Linked DNA regions of Capra hircus: region 1 is linked to region 2. Evidence: chromatin contacts called from public Hi-C data. All regions are on one chromosome and are shown on one strand. Each heading gives the region's core, a stretch centred on a gene start, on an enhancer-like site or on the middle of the called end of the contact. The rest is flanking DNA. Distances are from core to core; before and after follow the strand shown. Region 1 has its middle 45 kb from the start of IER5. Region 2 holds the start of IER5 (immediate early response gene 5 protein).

Region 1 (2,900 bases), core at 207-2,706, 45 kb before region 2:
AGAACCTGAAGATTGATGTCTAAGAAAGAATAGGGTTGGGGAGAAGACAAATTTAATTTGGGATATCCTCAGTGTAGGGAATCTCTGGACATCCAGGGATAAAATCAGACCCCTCAGTCTGCCACTTTCCCCTCATCCTTAATTCTCCATCATAGGGATGAAGCAATCTAGTCCCCACAGATGTAGATTTACAATGTAAGGGTTAACATGTGACTTTCCCTTAGGAACCATATTTCCAGTTAGCAAGAGAGTACCACCTACCCAATGTTAATCAAGAGAATGGCTTTCCTATAGTGAGATTCCCAGCAATGGGAAGAGCAAGTGGGGGACCTATTTCCAGGTAAGAAGATCTTGCCAGCATCCCTAAAATTACATTGCGGAGGCTACAACTAAAGCTCTCGTAGTGAAGAGACTGCTGTGGAAAGTTCACCTTCATTCCACAGAACCTTGTTCACACCACAGAAGAAGGGATCTTCCTCTTGGACAGGATTCTGCTCTCTTGGGCCGGGGTGATGGACAACCAATGCCACAAAGCTCTGGGGTCACTGAGTTCAGGTCCTGGCTCCAGCAGTTACTGGATATATAACCTTGGGCACAGCGTTTTACCTTTCTAGGACTGATTCTGACATTCATTAAACAGGGCCTTGAAACACTTGCTGTTCCCCTGGGGTGGTTGTGAGCTGGGGTTTCAAGGAGATGGCTGCAACAGACACGACTGCATCCGTCATCCTTACCACCGCCACCATTTATCTCAGTATCTTTCAACACCCAATTCACTTGGAGAAGCCTAATTTTCTCCCTGTTCATGGACTATTAGCTGCTCTGACAACTTTAGGTGATGAAAAGCCACCATTCGGTAGAGCTCGCTGTGCCCCTCAACAGCCTGCAGGGGGCAGCATCGGGCAGCGTAAGGTCTCGCCCGGCTCGCTCGAATAACGTCGGAACAGGTCTGGGAAGGACCACGGAGGTGGCCCTGGAATTCAGACTCCAGCTGACAAAGGACCCGTGATACTCCACGTGGGTCTGACATGCAGCCTCCCGGGGAATCGGGTCTCCGGTGAACAAGGGGGCAGGGAAAGGGTCTTCTGAAAGCATCCCCAGCCCTCACAAATCCAGCCGGGTTTTTCCCAAGCCCACACCAGGCCTGACTGCTTGCAATTTAGCGCTGATCTGACCTCGAAGAAGCCAGACTGAGCCTGCTTCCCTCCCCACAGGGGCCCTGATGCAGATGTCTCAACCCCCATGAGCTAAAGGGAGGGAGCGCCTGACAAGGACAAGGTGGGGTGCCTGCCACCCCTACCCCACCCTCCGCAAAGCATTTTTAGGTTCCCACTCCCTCAGCCCCGGTGGGGAGTACAGAAAAGACAAAAGAAATAAAGGGACGCAGCTCCAACTCTTCCGAGCTAGGAATGTTGTTGAGAATAGATGCAGACGGGAAGGCTACTCAGGATCCCATGTTCCGGTTTCCATCCAGCCTGGCGACGCTGCTTTCCTAAAGCCCAGGAGGCCTGTTCAGACCTAACAATTTCCTCTCATTTGTGAGTGTGTTTACCTGGAAAAACAAAGAGGCAGAAGGCTTAAAATCAATCAAAACTGCCCCGAATATGGAGTCACTGTAGGGACAGACGATCCAAGCTGTGGGAATCTGGAGATTCACCGACCGAGGTAGCATGTAGTGGCCAGCCAGCGGGGAGGAATGTGGCCACTTCGAAGAGAGCCCCAGGCCTCGGTGCCGATGGGACCCACTCGTCACTCACTCTCCTACTGACTTTTCTGGGGAGAGGAACTGCTATGTCACCATGACATCACCTCCTTCCAGGAACCACTGAGTCAGCTTGGGGCCTGAGGCTGGACCACTCACTTCCTCCAACCCGGCAGAGGGGGAGCACTCCCCCACACCACGCCCAGCTGGGCCTGTTCCTTCACCACTGTCAGCGGGTCAGCTTGGCGAAAAGACACACCAGGTGGTGCCATCCATGCCCACTTCCACTGGGATTCTCCTGCCACGGAAGAGCGGCCCCCCGTGCAGATTCACAGCTGGTTTGGGGCTGAAGGGCAAGTGTCCCTGGGAGAGGGAGCATGTTTAGCTTTGTCAGTCACGTACAGCTCCTTGTAGAGGCTAACTGTGACAGAGGAATCAGGAGGGATTAAGTGAGAGGCAGGTGGGCGCTGGCTGAAGTGGGATGGTTCAGAGGAACTCTGTGCCCAGTCACAGCTGAAGGCTGCCACAGACGGGGCCACAGCAGTCATGGGCGTCTTATCCAAGTAACTACTTCCTCAAAAGGCTGGGGGTGGGGGTGGTTACCCCCATATGGGCAGTCTCACCCTTAGCCAGGAATGGGGCCAGGGGGTGTCTGTCTGTAGCCCTCAGAAGATGATTTTCTCTTGCCCCTCCCCCAGCACAGTCACAAGCACCTCCCCACCTCCCTGTGTGGAACCCTTCCCTGCCCCGTTGAGAGGATTCAAGCTAGAATCCGCCTGCCCACCTCCCTGTGTCGAACCCTTCCCTTCCCCGTTAAAGAGGATTCAAGCTAGAATCTGTCCGCACCACATCAGAGTTGATTTCATCTTGTCATTAAACCTGATGCTCTATAAGCTGATCTTATGAAAAAGAAAATTAACCACGAGGCAGTAACTCAATTTTATAGCACTGTAAAGGTCCTAGCGTCTCCCTGTTCCCACTAACACACACATGCACACACACACACACAGAGTCTGCTTTGATCTTTTCTTTTCTCACCTTTTATGACATTGTTTCACTTAATGCCAACAAAATCCTGCCAGGTAAGTATGGCCATCTTATATAGATGAGAAAAGGTGAGGGAAATCCTCCAGGGTCACAGAGCTAGTGACTGACACACAGCCAGTCTTGGAAATGAGGTTTGTCTGACACTGAGGAG
Region 2 (2,866 bases), core at 296-2,795:
CGGGGAAGGGACGCTCTCCAGAGGGACAAAATAGCCTTAATTCAATGAGACAAACTGACATACACAGACACAGACACAAAAGTCCACGATCGCCGTCCTCTTCCAATAAGTCTCCCACTCCGAAGTCTCCAAAGGAGAACCGAGAGGCTCGGCCCAGCCGGCCGCCAAGCCCAAGGGCAGTCTGTGCCGCCCGGCGGCACCCCCTCGCGCTCGGCGCCGACGGCCTCGGGGGCGTCCTCGCCGCCGGGAGAGGCCCAGCCCTCACGTCGAGACGCCCGCTGCTCAACTTCCTCTCCGCACTGGGACCGCGGGGGCTCAGAAGGCCACGATGGCAGTGCTCCAAGGGTTAATGTCTCTCAGCACCGGCTTATCGCAGCAGATCTGCCCGGGCTCAGCGGCTTCCGGACCGCTCTCCTCTCCCTCCGCTTCCTCCCGGCCGCCCCCGGGGCTTTTCCGTAAGAGTCCCGAGAAGCTGGAACCGAAGATGCTAATGAGGTTAGCCACGTTACCGGTCTCCATCTCCTCCTCCTCCTCCTCCTCCTCCGCGGCCGCCGCCGCCCCGCCCGGCTGCTCCTCTGAGTTCCGGCGGGGTTTCTTGAGCGGGGTCGAGCCGGGCGCTGGGCAGTCCGCGGGGCCGCCGCCCACCCACCCAGCGCCGCGCTTTCTGGCGCAGACGGGGGGCGACGCGGGGGGCTCAGCTGCAGCGGGGCGAGACGCGCGGCAGCCGTCCACGCGAGGGGCCGCGCTCAGCTTGTCCTCGTCCCCCGGGGGGCAGCCGCAGGGGCCGCGCGCTGCCTCGGGCCCTTCGGGGAAGACCCCCGAGACTTCGGCGGGACCCCCGGCTCCTCCGACCGCCGTCTCTCGCGGTCCCTCCACGCGGCGCCAGGCAGCTTCCGGCGCCTCCGCCTCTCCGCCCTGAAGAGTGTCCCCGGCGGCCGTCACCGTGGCCGCGGGCTCCGAGTCACCCGCCCTTAGCACTTCTGGGACGGCAGGGCGCTCTGGCTGAGGCTCGGGCTCCGGCCAGGCGGCACGGCCGGCCGGCGGAGGTGGCTCCCCCCAGCCCGCGGGTGGCCCGGCCGCCGACTCCTCGGGCTGCTGCGGCGGCGCTGGGGCCCCCGGGTGACCGGCCAGGTAGAGGCCGGGGCACGGGTCGCTCAGGTAGACCTGGCGGGCGCTGCGGAGCACCAGCGAGACCAGGAGGTTCTTGTGCAGCTTGATGCCGCCGCGCTGGACCCGCGAGTTGTAGATCTTGCCCAGGGAGATGCTGACGATGCGGTGAGCCTCCAGTTTGAACTCCATCCTACCTCCTCCTTCCCAGGGCTGGCGCGGAGGTGAGGGGTGAGCCCCAGCCCACGTTCCGAAGCTGAGACGGGAACAAGAAGTGCCAACAAGTCCGCCACGGGGGGTGGACCCTCGGTCTGTGAAGACTCCCGAAGAGAAACGGCTCTGACGACGCGCTCACCAGCCTCCACGCCCTCCCCACTACAGCAACACAGCCAGTTTCGCGTCCGGTCGCTAACTGAAGGAAAGCTGGCCGCCCGGCGCCTTATAAAGCCCTCTCGACAGCCAATCGCGAGAGGCCGCCAACCGTTCCGGGGCCATCGGCGCGCCCTCGTGCGCCTCGAGCGGCCAATCAGAGACCGAGGAGGGGCGCCAGGGCTATTCGAACGTTAGTCCCGCGGAGAAGGTTCTTAAAGGGGGAGACGCGCGCGACCGCCTGCAGGCGGTTAGCCCGAGACAGTGCTGCGAGCCCCGGTAATACGGAGAACGGGACAGCTACAGTGTTGTTTGTCCTTAAAGGTGCTGGCCTGTGCGCTGCTTCCCGGAACCAGAGCGAACTAAACCATTCGAACTTTCATCCGAGTATGGTGGTGGACTTCGTTCGGCAATAAAGCCTCGATCCTTCCTGGATCAGCTCTCCTCCCATTCCCACCCCGCACCACCGTTTCCAAGGCGACATACACCTGTAAGCTCCGCGCAACCTAACAGAAATGGAGACGAAGGCAAAATGCGGCACAGGGTTCGCCTAGATAACATACTTTTGCTACAAGATATTTGGCAGATATTAATTTTGGTTAAGTCCCTTGCCTCTTAAAGTCACATACACTCTAGTACCTGTCAATTTTAACACCAAAGAAAGAAAACGGGGGTTCTGAAAGTTCCAAAGTTTTTGTCTACTCAGGAAGGTTTTGTGTCTACCTACAAAGTTTTTGTGTCTACCTACAAAGAAGGCAATGGCACCCCACTCCAGCACTCTCTCCTGGAAAATCCCATGGACGGAGGAGCCTGGTGGGCCGCAGTCCATGGGGTCGCTAAGAGTCGGACACGACTGAGCGACTTCACTTTCACTTTCATGCATTGGAGAAGGAAATGGCAACCCACTCCAGTGTTCTTGCCTGGAGAATCCCAGGGACGGGGGAGCCTCATGGGCTGCCGTCTATGGGGTCACACAGAGTCGGACACGACTGAAGCGACTTAGCAGCAGCAGCAGCACAAAGTTTTTGGTTCTCTATTTAAGCTAGTATTTATCACTTTGTTCTCTAGTGTCTAGAACCAGTACAGTTGTAACATCAGCTACAGTGAAAGGTGGTTCACATTCTTGACAACGATTTTTCTTCAACACGAGGACTGACCAACCCACCCTTGGGGAAAAAAAAACTAACATGTCATAAAAGTACAAATAGAGAAGTCCTGTAATCCCATCATGATGTCATAATTTTATTTTGTGTCAAGGTAAAAATTTAGCGGAAGAGTGTTCCAGAATTTTCTGGTCAGTCGATGACTTAGTCAATTTACTGATCCTTACACCAGAGGGTTGTCCAGGGTCCTAAACTGGGTTCCTGGAGAGTCATTTTGAGTTTGTCCC

The links. Hi-C and Micro-C count contacts between places; a contact is called where the count stands out from the background.
Region 1: a Hi-C map of blood shows a contact between it and region 2, with 2.4 times the contacts expected there. The contact joins the enhancer-like site here to the promoter of IER5 in region 2. A contact is called at or near these places in 3 of 5 Hi-C or Micro-C datasets (all in blood).

What each region holds. Positions count from the first base shown.
Region 1 is chr16:60,832,422-60,835,321 of ARS1.2, reverse strand. No RefSeq gene overlaps it. Among named protein-coding and RNA genes, the nearest start is that of IER5, 45 kb to the right of the region's middle. Within about 2 kb of position 1,456, at least 4 of the 5 cell types and tissues checked have an H3K27ac peak or open chromatin away from gene starts, as enhancers often do.
Region 2 is chr16:60,787,506-60,790,371 of ARS1.2, reverse strand. It overlaps IER5 (immediate early response gene 5 protein), which reads right to left and starts at 1,545. Exons shown (of 1, transcript XM_018060679.1): 1 at 1-1,545. The coding sequence starts at 1,299. The coding sequence ends at 316.